Linked DNA regions of Zea mays: region 2 is linked to region 1. The links are chromatin contacts, called in public Hi-C maps. All regions are on one chromosome and are shown on one strand. The core of a region is the stretch at or near the end of the contact, and the rest is flanking DNA. Distances in the headings are between cores, read along the strand shown.

Evidence for each region. Hi-C and Micro-C count contacts between places; a contact is called where the count stands out from the background.
Region 2: a contact with region 1 is called in a Hi-C map of ear, with 2.7 times the contacts expected there. The contact joins the enhancer-like site here to the promoter of LOC100280767 in region 1. A contact is called at or near these places in 5 of 25 Hi-C or Micro-C datasets (ear, leaf and tassel).

The regions. Positions count from the first base shown.
Region 1 is chr5:29,753,263-29,758,938 of Zm-B73-REFERENCE-NAM-5.0, reverse strand. It overlaps LOC100280767 (malate dehydrogenase, cytoplasmic), which reads left to right and starts at 2,397. Exons shown (of 7, transcript NM_001398308.1): 1 at 2,397-2,541. The coding sequence starts at 2,499.
Region 2 is chr5:29,833,731-29,839,406 of Zm-B73-REFERENCE-NAM-5.0, reverse strand. No RefSeq gene overlaps it. Among protein-coding and RNA genes, the nearest start is that of LOC100280767, 80 kb to the right of the region's middle. Within about 2 kb of position 2,831, at least 8 of the 20 cell types and tissues checked have an H3K27ac peak or open chromatin away from gene starts, as enhancers often do. A contact at or near this core is called in ear, where this site is marked.

The DNA.
Region 1 (5,676 bases), core at 1,148-3,647:
ATTCTAAAATTTTTATCGCAGCCTGTACATATGATATCATGACACGTGGACAAGTTTCAGGATTTTCTGACTTTGTTTGTGTTTTATGCAATTTTTAGACATGTGGATGGCAAGTTCACGACCATGTTTAGTGAGCATGTTGCTCGAAGTTTCCGGTCCGCTCCTGGAATCGGTCGTAACTTATGCTAAGTAACATGAATATCATTTTTGCATGCACGGTTTTCCAAGTTTCGAGTGACCTGCAGTTCAAATCTAAATTTTTCGAAGAAATTTAAATAAACGAACTAAATCTACTAACGATTGAAAACTCTGTTAAAATTGTCCACAAATGATACATGTAGGTCTACATAGTGTAGGAACATACCACAAAAATTTTGGGAGACAAAATAAAAAAATACTTTGCCGAGTGTCTAGCGATGACACTCGGCAAAGCCTCCTGGCACTCGGCAAAGAAGCCTCTTTGCCGAGTGCCAGCCGTTGGCTCTCGGCAAAGACTGACGGCCGTCAGCTTTGGGACGGCCGCTGACGGCCCTTTGCCGAGAGCCCCCTTTGCCGAGTGTTTGACACTCGACAAACTTGTCTTTGCCGAGTGTCGTCCTGTGCCGAGTGTTCAGCACTCGGTAAAGTGGCACTCGGCAAAGCCTTCTTTGCCGAGTGCCCGACAAAAGACACTCGGCAAAGAATACAACACTCGACAAAGCCTGCGATTCCGGTAGTATTAGATGGGTCATGTTTGGGCTAGCACGATATGGAGTGGGGCACGAATTAGAAAAGTAATGTTTAAATGATTATTTCATGCTTCAATAATTTTTACCTCTTCACAAAAGTTATAGAAAATATTGATTTCTCTTTCTCATATAATTTTTAATGTATAACAAAGTTAGAAATAATTTGAAGATAGCCTACTTTTGTTAATTGGACACGACACTCCTGAGCCCGAATTTTTTTGTGACGTGCTGGTCCAAAAAAAATTGGCCTGAAGTATGATGGGTTTGGGCCGTGCCGACCCAACATTGTCTCAACTTTTAGCTCTAGTTTTACGTTGTGCGTCACGTGTGAAGTGCGTATGTCTTTTCTCTTCCCCGCTTCACGTCTATAAATGGACCGTTACACTGCATATGGGCTGTGAGAAATCATCCAATCCTAGCACGACAGGAAGCCATATGTAGCGTATAGTAACACTTCGCTAGCTGAAGAAGGACGTACGACCGAGCAAGTTATAAAAAAAGGTCGAGCTATTTTTCAACTCATACATTTATCAGCATTTGAACTAAGATAAAGTGTAATATTTATTCTTATATTTGATACGTGGATCATATGTATCAAATATGATTGTGTGCTATTATTGTACTAGTATATATATAATCTGAGAATCCAACTAATTTTATTTTCTAATTAAATTTATATAAATTAGTATTAATATTTTTATTTTTAAATATATTTAATATGAAAATATATGATAAGATAAATCTGATGGTATTATTAAAATATCGTAATTATTAATGTTTTATGATTATATTTGATTAAAATTTAGATTATTTGACTTTTGGAAATAAAGATCACCGTCGAAGCTAGGGCTGGACGAAAAACTCGTAGCTCGTTAACTCGCTCGACTCGACTCAATAATGACTCGACTCGTTTATAATTTGTAACGAGTTGAGTTTGTATTTAAACTCGTTACGATAACGAGCCAGCTCGAGCTGGCTCGCGAGCTGACTTGTGAGCCAAACGAGTTGGAGTAATTAGTCAAATTACAATAATCTCGGATCCAAAATAGTTAATCTTATACTCTACTATAGTTAATCTTGTTCTTTGTTGAGTGTGGAATCTTAAGTTGCAAACTCTATTCTTTTTTCTAAATAGATCTCCTTCTTTTCTTTTGCTACATATTTTTATATTCGTTCGTAGACACTAGACATGATATTATCAAGCTGGCTCGCGAGCTACACGAGCCAGCTCGAGTTGGCAAACGAGTCGAGCTGAGTTGGATCTTCAGCTTGTTAACATAACGAGTCGAGCCGAGCCAGCTCGTTATCTTAACGAGTCAACTCAAGTCGAGCCAAGCCGAGCCGAGTCAGCTCGATATCCACTCCTATTCGAAGCCATGGGCGGTGGGCCGGTGGCCAGCGCCACAGGCCACAGGGTCAAGTCGACAAGTCGTCACTGTTCGCAAGCCTCTTGCCTAGGCAGTAGGCACACCGCACACAGCAGCTGAGCAGCAAGTATCAGGCACAGAGCCCACATTGCAACACTGATGTCTGGACCCCGTAAGTATCAGGCCCATTGTCAGTGACTATGAACAGTTGCTCTCGTTGTGGGGCGAGTGACAGTGGACTCCCCTGGCTCCCCGTCACAGCGGCGTCGTTAAATAGCGGCCACCCATTGTCGCATGTCGCATCCCATCTGCTATCCTTGGTTGCCGCTTCCTCCAAAGCCACTCCAAACCCCCGCTTCCAGAACCTTCTCGAAACTCTCCGCCTCCTCCTCTACTCGCTCCGATGGCGAAGGAACCGATGCGCGTGCTCGTCACTGGCGCCGCAGGTACGTTGCTGAATCCTCCCCCTTCCCGATCCGCGTAGTACTCGGTGTCTTTTGGTCCGTCTCGGATCTGGCCTAGTCGGCCCTAGTCCGATCCGATTCTGTGGGCTTTAGTGTGCTTAGCTCGCTAGATCTTGTTTTTTTTTCGTTTGATCTGATGGTGTTTAGGGCGTTAGGGTTGATTTAGATTTGACCAGTCGAAGAGCTGACTGTCGCTGTCACTGTCCTTGTTCAGCTGGTGAAGTTGAACCGATCTGCGATGCTAGCTAATCTGATCAGTGGTTGGGATTGATGGTAGCCACTTGATTCTCGTGGTATCCCCTTGATCCGGTTAACTCGTTAGCTTCGCTTAATGAATGGCTTACTCTTTAGATAGTTGATTTCGCCGCTGTGGTTTCTAGTTGAACTTTACGGGTTCTATTATGGAAGGTTTCGGGATAGCACCATGTTCTGATCTGGTTTAGGGGTTTTGGAGTCAGTGGTTACACCAAAGAGTGAATTTGATACATTTAATCTTATTAGAATATCTTGTGGGATTTAAGTTACAGATCTTGTTACTCCATGGATTTTACATGTGAAAACTTGCATGAATTCTGTCTACTTGATCATTGCCTGAATGATGTAACATTTTAGCTGTTTAGATAGATGTCTTAATAATCATGCAATGTAATTAGTGGAACTTCCTCAAACATTAATGACAGTGGTGTAGGCATCCATGGGGCAGGGGTCCAGGCCCCAGTTGTTTGGGGCTCTCAATGTGCCTCAATCAAAAGTTGGTCACGCCAAATTATAGGGCTGTCTTGACTTGTTCACTCTTTTGTAGCATGTCATCTGAGTTCTTGCACTTCTGTTATCATAACAACAGGGTTTGTCGGATTGGTATGGATTAGCCAAATTTTAGTTAGATATTCTGCTTATCTGTTTATTCTAGCTTATGCCTAGGATTCATTTATAAAATTGCACAGCATGCGTGACACTTGTCTGTTATGGAACTATTTTGACAAGCATCTACTGCGATACAACAATTAAGTCAGCTGCTTGTGTCATATTTCAGTATTTCATGGTATTAGAGCTGGTGTACAATGCATATTTAGGGCGTGTTTGGAATGGCTCCAGAGCAAAACTCCAAGGAGGAGCTGGGCAGGGCATACCAAACACACTAACTCCAGAGTTGTAAACTCTATGGAGTTTTTGGAGCTGCAGTACAATTTTTTGGAGTATCTCTTTTGCTGTTCCGAAAGCTCCAAAAAAGCAACCTAGTCATGGAGTTTGGAGTTATTTACCCGCCACTGCCACCGGTTATGAGAAACAATATAAACTCTGTAGCAGAGCTGCTCCAGCTAGAGTTTTAGAGTAGAGCTGCTCTGAGGTGGAGTAGAGTCATGCCAAACATGCCCTTACTTTCAGTTCCATTTTAGTATATGCTTGTACCAAGCTCGAATGGAAAGGCAGGCCTGGTGCAGTGGTGAGAGCTGTCTCATCGAGTCGACAGTCGGGGGTTTGAAGTAGTCTCTCCACATTTGTGGTGGAAGGGTTGCCTTGGTTTATCCCTTCCCTAGCCCCTCTGCCCTTCTTGTTGTTATAGCGACCTTCTTCCCTCAACAGCTCTGATACCATGTTGGATAATATTTGTGGCATTCAATAATTGTCTGTTTTGTTTTAAAGATGTATCAGCAATAATGGTGTGTCCATGTAGCATACTGGAATGAGGAGCTAGAATTTGTTCTAGCTTTGAGGTTTGCGACATGCTATGATAGGATAGGGTGTTGTTGCATTCTGCTTTGCATGGACATGTACAATGGCGGATTCAGGAATGGATCAAAGGAGGGTCTACTAGCAATTGCATGGACATGTACAATGATGACAGATGGCTGGTGCCTTGTGGTGGGCAACCTTAGCTATTGCCACCTGCCGATCTAGAACCTGGGCATGGGTGCCTGTCGACTGTAATCGTGCCATGGAGTAGGGCAACCACTCGGACATCGGATGACTAGGGTTAGGACGCATACTAGGACGAGGCCGCTATCATAGTGCACGTGTGTTGGATAAGGACAGTTAATTTTTTTGTCTTATACGAATGAAATTAAATCACTAGTCACTAACAATTGGTCGTTAACATGGCATTTTATGTGACATCCCCCGTAAAAACGGCAAAAAATAGATTGTCATGTTAGATGCGGACATGACTGATGCATGGTGGCTTAGAGAGTGGGACATTTGAGTTAGTATAAAGATCTACTGCTAACTTTACCACATGGCGACCGGGCAGGGCTGCAGCCCCCCCCCCTCTGAATCCGCCCTTGGACATGTACATCATTGTGCAATCCACAAATGGAACCACACATGCCATGTGCTTTTGTTGCAAACAAATTTGTTATCACAGTTTGTCTAGTCGATGAGTGATTGCCATTGTGATAGAGGGCGAATTCAGATCCAAAATCTTACTGCAGATTTGTCGACCAGGATACAGGTGATATTTTCACTGTTTTAAGTTGTAAACCCAATGTCATGTGTCAAGCCTGAGCATTAAGGAGATCAATCATTCCCAAATTTAGAGAGTGGGACATTTGAGTTTGTCTAAAGATCTACTACCTTTAACACATGGCGACCGGGTAGGGCTGCAGGCCCACATGAACATCATTGTGCAATCCACAAATGGAGCACACATGCCATGGGCTTTTGTTGCGAACAAATTTGTAATGAAAGTTTGTCTAGTCGATGAGTGATTGCCATTGTGATAGAGGGAGAATTTAGATCCAAAATCTTACTGCAGATTTGTCGCCCAGGATACATGTGATATTTCATATTTTCATTGTTTTAAGTTGTAAACCCAATGTCATGTGGCAAGCCTGAGCATTAAGGAGATCAATCATTCCCAAATTTAAGCAGCATGACTGAAATAGGTGGAGATGCTGAGGCTGCAACCAATGCTCCATTAAAAATTTCTGGCTAGTTTTACATTCGAGTCTTTTATTATAGGATGATCTCACTTTCTGGAGACTGGAGTAGGGATATTGGTATATTTGTTTGTTGATGTCTCCTTGTTCAGGGAAGTATTGTAAGATGTGCAGTTAGGTCATTAGTTGAACCCAGTAGAGGCAGTACTACCTCTCTTCTAGCAACTTCTGGGGTTAAGAA
Region 2 (5,676 bases), core at 1,582-4,081, 80 kb before region 1:
GGAGATTCGATTGGTCAGGGAATCAAGTCACAAGTGTTGTTGTCCCAAGTTGGAGAATTTTTTAGTGGCTCCAATTCAACCCCCCCTCTGGTCGTCTCATGGGTCCTACACAACCAGAGTTAGACATAGATCGTCATGATTTTCCTACACCTGAGGTTTAGAAGTTCTTCGATATCCTTAAAACTTTAGAAGAGCCTCTTCATGGGCACACAATTGTTATCATTCTCAAAATCATGACCCGGCTGATGGCAATCAAGTGCAAGTTTGTATTCTCAATCATTTGTTGTAAGCAGCTCATGGATTTGATTAGTGAGGTTGTTCCAACGAGTGACAAGATGCCTAATGACATGTACCAATCTAATAAATTACTTGAAGGTCTCAATATAAAGTATGAGAAGATTGATGTGTGCTAGGACAATTGCATGATCTTTTGGAAGGAACATGAAATAGAACATAAGTGTTTAAAGTGTGGTAACTCAAGGTACATCAAGGTTAAAAAGATTAGGTAAATGTCTCTCACTCCTAGAGTGAAACATTTGTTTCTCTCAAGGAAGACCGCTATGCACATGAGGTGGCACAGATATCGTAAGGATAAAAAGATAGGCTAATGGTGCACCCGTCAGATGGTGATGCATGGATGGCTTTGAACACCTTTGATCTAGAGTCTACCAAGGATACAAGAAATGTTCATATCAGCTTGGCGATTGATAGTTTCACACCTCTCAATATGACCACTGCATCCTACTCATGTTGGTCTGTCTTTGTCATCCCGTACAACCTTCCACCATTGCTTTACATGAAATATGAGTTTTATGTTCCTATGCTTTGTTATACCTGGACCAAAACATACTGTCATATGCTTTAATGTGATACTTCAACCATTGATTGAAGAGTTGAAGAAGCTATGGGAAGGAGTGGAAGCCTACTATTGCTTCAAGAAGCAAAAGTTCAATCTCTAGGTATGGTATTTGTTTTCGGTACATGAGTTCATAACTTATGACATATTTGCTAGGTGGAGCATGCATGGAATATTGACATGTCCTATTTGTAAAAAATAGATTGTTTTCGTCTCAATTCACAAAGTTCGAGATGATATTTGCAAGTTCTGCACTCGGTAGGTTCTCCGTGAGAATGGCTACTTCTATGATTACAATTTGGACTTTGCGACAGATCACAATCTTTTCTTTCATTGTTGTTATGAATCACAATGTTAATTAGTGGGTTGTAATGTAAATTAAAGTATGCTACAAAGACTTTGCAAGCCAAGTTCATATGAGTTAACTAGATCACTAGTATATATGAAGTTCATTTAAATCAATTGCAATTAGGGATGACAATTTAACCTACAAACCCGAAAACTGATGGGTACCCTAACCGACAAGCACCAGTGTGGGTGAAGATTTTGACCCACGGGTGCAGCCGCACCCGACCCAAAGTTTTGCGGGTGTGGGTGCGGGTTTGTATTTCAACCTGCACACCTAACTCGAAATTTGGTTCATTTTTATTTTGTGCAAAAATGGTTAAGAAACAATAGCAATTATTTTGAATAAGTGACTGGGCTAATAATTTATGAAATGTTTTGTTTCTACTATGATAAGGCTTAAAATCCATACATATAATTTAATTATTGTTGTTACATTTCTTATAGCTAGATTAATGTTTAAAAGAGTACAATGAGTACAAACCCATGGGTAACCCAAAATCCAACCAGAGCCCTGACAGGTTTGGGTGCGGGATTGGAATTGCAATTGTGATTGTGATCGCATACAAGTTTAGATGGACTTCACGGGTGTGATGGCGGTTGGGTTTTAATTGCTCCGACTTGAATCCGACCATTGCCATTTGGTCTCTAAAATTTGGTGGAAAATGTTCAAAATTTATTTTAGTGGAATTTTAGTTTAAGCAGAGCCGTCCTTGTAAATAGACTAGTCAGTTGCCCGTGCTTTGCTAGATTTTTATATATCATATAAATATGTATTAAGATATTTATTCAAATATAATTATTGTTTATTTCTAAATACTAAGGTACATGTGGTCTAGTGGTTAGCCCTAAATTTCGAAAGCTAGGGGTCTAGGTTCGAGTGCTCACTCTGCACTTTTTTTGCGCGCTGTGGTAGCTGTGTGAGTGGAGTCTGGTGCTGAACAGGCGCAATAGTTGGATGTGTGGACATTGGGATCCACATGAGAGATCCTATGCCATTAGGGTCCGTACTTTGTAGCACCGGGTGTTTAACCGTCTCTAGAAAAGTATAGATAGTGGCGGTTCTTTTACATATCCGTCCGTGAAAATCATTTTTTTAGGGTGGTTTCTTTACATAACCGTCAATAAAAATGAAATTTAAATTTAAAAGATTATTTAAAATAAATTTTAATTTAGAAAAGAGGAAGTATTATTTTCAGCAATGGTTACGGCAGTGCAACCACTATTAAATTCAAATTTTTAAGGGTTGTAAAGTGTCAGCGTGTCTATAAGACAGTAGCAGAGGGTCCCTTGAAAATACGAATTTAGTAGTGGTTGCATTGTCATAACTATTGCTGAAAACAATACTTTCTCTGTTCTAAATTAAAATTTGTTTTAAATAATCTTTTAAATTTCATTTTCATTGACGGTTATGTAAAGAAATCACCCTAAAAAACCCTACAAAAGATGATTTTCACGGACGGATATCTAATAGAACCGCCACTACCTATACATTTTTTTAAAGATGATTCTGAAGCGAGCAGCAGCGCAGAAGCACGCCCGAGCCCGCGCGCAACCGCAGGTGCCTGCTGTTCGCCCTGTGACAGCCCGAGGACAGCCGACCGCACGAGCAGGCGGTGCCTGCTGTCGTTGTCCGCTGGCGGTGGGGAAAGGCCGGAAAGAAGCACAGCAGCGCGTCTAGAGTAGCGAAGGTGAGCGAGGGGGCAGGTCGAAGATAGAAGAAGGGGGCAATAATAGAGGATGCCTCGTGGGCTCCTCAGCGTTGCGACCAACGGAAGTACGGAACACAGGTGGTGGCAAAAGTTTCTAAAACTCGGCGATGATGCTCGAGCTCGCGAATGAGAGATCAAGGAACCGAGAGCTAAGGGCTGCGTAGGACTAGCGGAGTATGGGGAACACAGTGGCTGTGGCTTGCCCAACGGCCTGGCCATGGTGGGGCATGGTGGCTCCGGCTCTGGAGCATAGCAGAGAGACGAGAGAGATGGACGAGCAGGAGGCAGGGCGAGCGCTCTGGCGTTTCTTCACTAGCGATTGCCGGTCGGCCACGCCCGCGACCTCCTGGTCTGACTGCAACACAGGCAGTTGAACCGTCAGACGGACTGAAACAGGCTACTGATCCGTTCCCAATTTCCCGCGAAACCATGCGACGAGAGGCAAACATTACTCAACACGGATTGTAGAGCTACGCGAAGGGGCACAACTTCGGTTTGGTTAAAGGTTTATAGCAAGATTTGGAACGGTTTGGGAGTTCCAAAGGTTGGTAAAAGAAATCGAAATTCAGTTTCAGGATTTCAGTCAGAACTCATGAATCTCAGTGAGGCTAGAAGTTTTGTGAATTTATTTTGAAGGTCCAAACATGCTCCAAACTTGATGGTACTTGTTTGCATCTCACCAGAATAGATCAAGATACAAAACTTAGTAAGGATTTGATACATAGATTTGAGAAATAAAGAGTCACAAACATGGCGCACCGTTACTGTTTGGTCTGAACTATCAGACTTCAGAGACCTCCAAATCACTATAGGTTAGTGAAACTGAGTTTATGTCACATTAACTCCAAAACTCATGCATGACTGACTCGAGGTGTTATACAAAAGATGGAGATGAGATAAAGGAGTAAAGCTTTCAGAAAGGGACTTTGCTGAGAAGATCAAACATCTGTGAGCTATTAGGCGTCAAACATAGGGTTTCAGCTCTAACTTAAACATGGACCGCAAAAATCAGGGTTGAGGTTTTTAGAAAGGGGATTCAAAGTTTTGGTCCATCGTTTGAGGCATTTAGATGCTGACTTAGGGTATGTAGTAGAAACAAACTTGGTAGTACATAATCTACTCTAACTTTTGTTTAGACATAAAATTATCGTTTTGATAAAACATATGTCACATGCTATGCAACATATATAGGACCATGAAAAAGGCATAAACATTGGTTTTACCTATTTTTAAGCATCTTCTCCAGATTTTGCAAAAGCAAACCCTAACTAACTTTTGTTCTAGAGTTAATTTAGATTTGTTCAGGCATGAGTGCAAAGTTTGGTTGACATCACATATACTGACTTATTTAAGAAAAGTGTTTTAAACAAAGTTGGAATTATCTTTTCATGTGATTATGCGATTCCAAACTCCATGCATCTTTTTCTATGATCAAGATAAGTTCGTATTTATGTGATGCACATGAAGAGACATGACTAACTCTATTCATCATGCAAATTTTTTTAATAGGGTTTGAATTTAAGCAAAAGAGTTTTGCATGTCTTTAAAAAGTTTAACATAGCCTCGTTTTGAAAGAGTTTAACTTCACACCACCTTTTTATCAACACTTGCAAGATTTTGAACTAGATCTTATAGTCACTCACCATTTGATATATTTTGTCTGAGACTTAACCCACTGTTCAACTTCACGTCCCTCCCCTTAATAGAATCTCGTCCCAAGATTTAGAAGGGATGGCTCAAGTGAAGAGAAGCATGCCACCATTTTCTAACAATTGCAATAACACATAGCTTCACAGAAACTTCATAGAAAAACAAGATGCAAGGTGTTGCTTTGATGGTCTAAGATAAAGCCATGTAATGAATACCTAAATTCTCAAATATGCTCTTCTTAGTGGTTCCTTCTTTTTAAACTTCTGAGAACAAGAGTGGTTATTAGAGATAGGACCTGTGGCGAACCCAGGACAAAAAATTAAGGAGGTGTTTGGGAAATATAATGGGCACACAAGTACACATGATTTTTTTTCTTACCTAAAGTCATTTACAATGGTAATAATAAATAAAAGGGATGCAAATTTCATCGTAAAAGTACCTCAACATTGCTTAGCCTACAAGCCCACTAAATGTATAAGTATCTAGCCACGCTCGTTTGTATAGCAAAAATTGTAAAACAAAATGAATAATGCAAGGGTACTGAGGGTACTGACGAGGACTTGAGGAGGCAAGTTAAAAGCTAGGAACGGCATCAGTACCGAAAAGATCAAAGAACATACTGGCCGCTACAACTACAGAAGCGAAACTGCCCCCGATCAACGATCTTCAAGCTAGTGGCGGTGGCGAGCTAGTAACTGGAATTTGCTCTCCGCTGGTAAGGCTGGTTTATTGCAGATCGAACGACGGCCAAAGTCAAAGGTATTGCAAACGTCGTGTACTGTATGTACATTCGTATGGAATGGAAGCCTTGCCAAATGCCAAAGTTTTTGCTGCCTTTTAGATGTCGTAGAGTAGGCCTGGCCTGCCGACTGACAGGCAAAAAATTGAAGCACACATGCGCCCATTATTGATAAAATAAGGTTTTTAAAATTGGTGCCCTTAGTTTTGGTGGTGTGCTCACCTATACCCTTAGTCGTGTTTTTTGCTTAGCTGTGTCCTTCCAGTGCTATAGAACAGAAGGGTACAACTGAGCAAAAAACACGACTAAGGGTATAGGTGAGCACAACACCAAAACTAAGGACAACAATTTAAAAAACTTTAATTAAAAAGGGA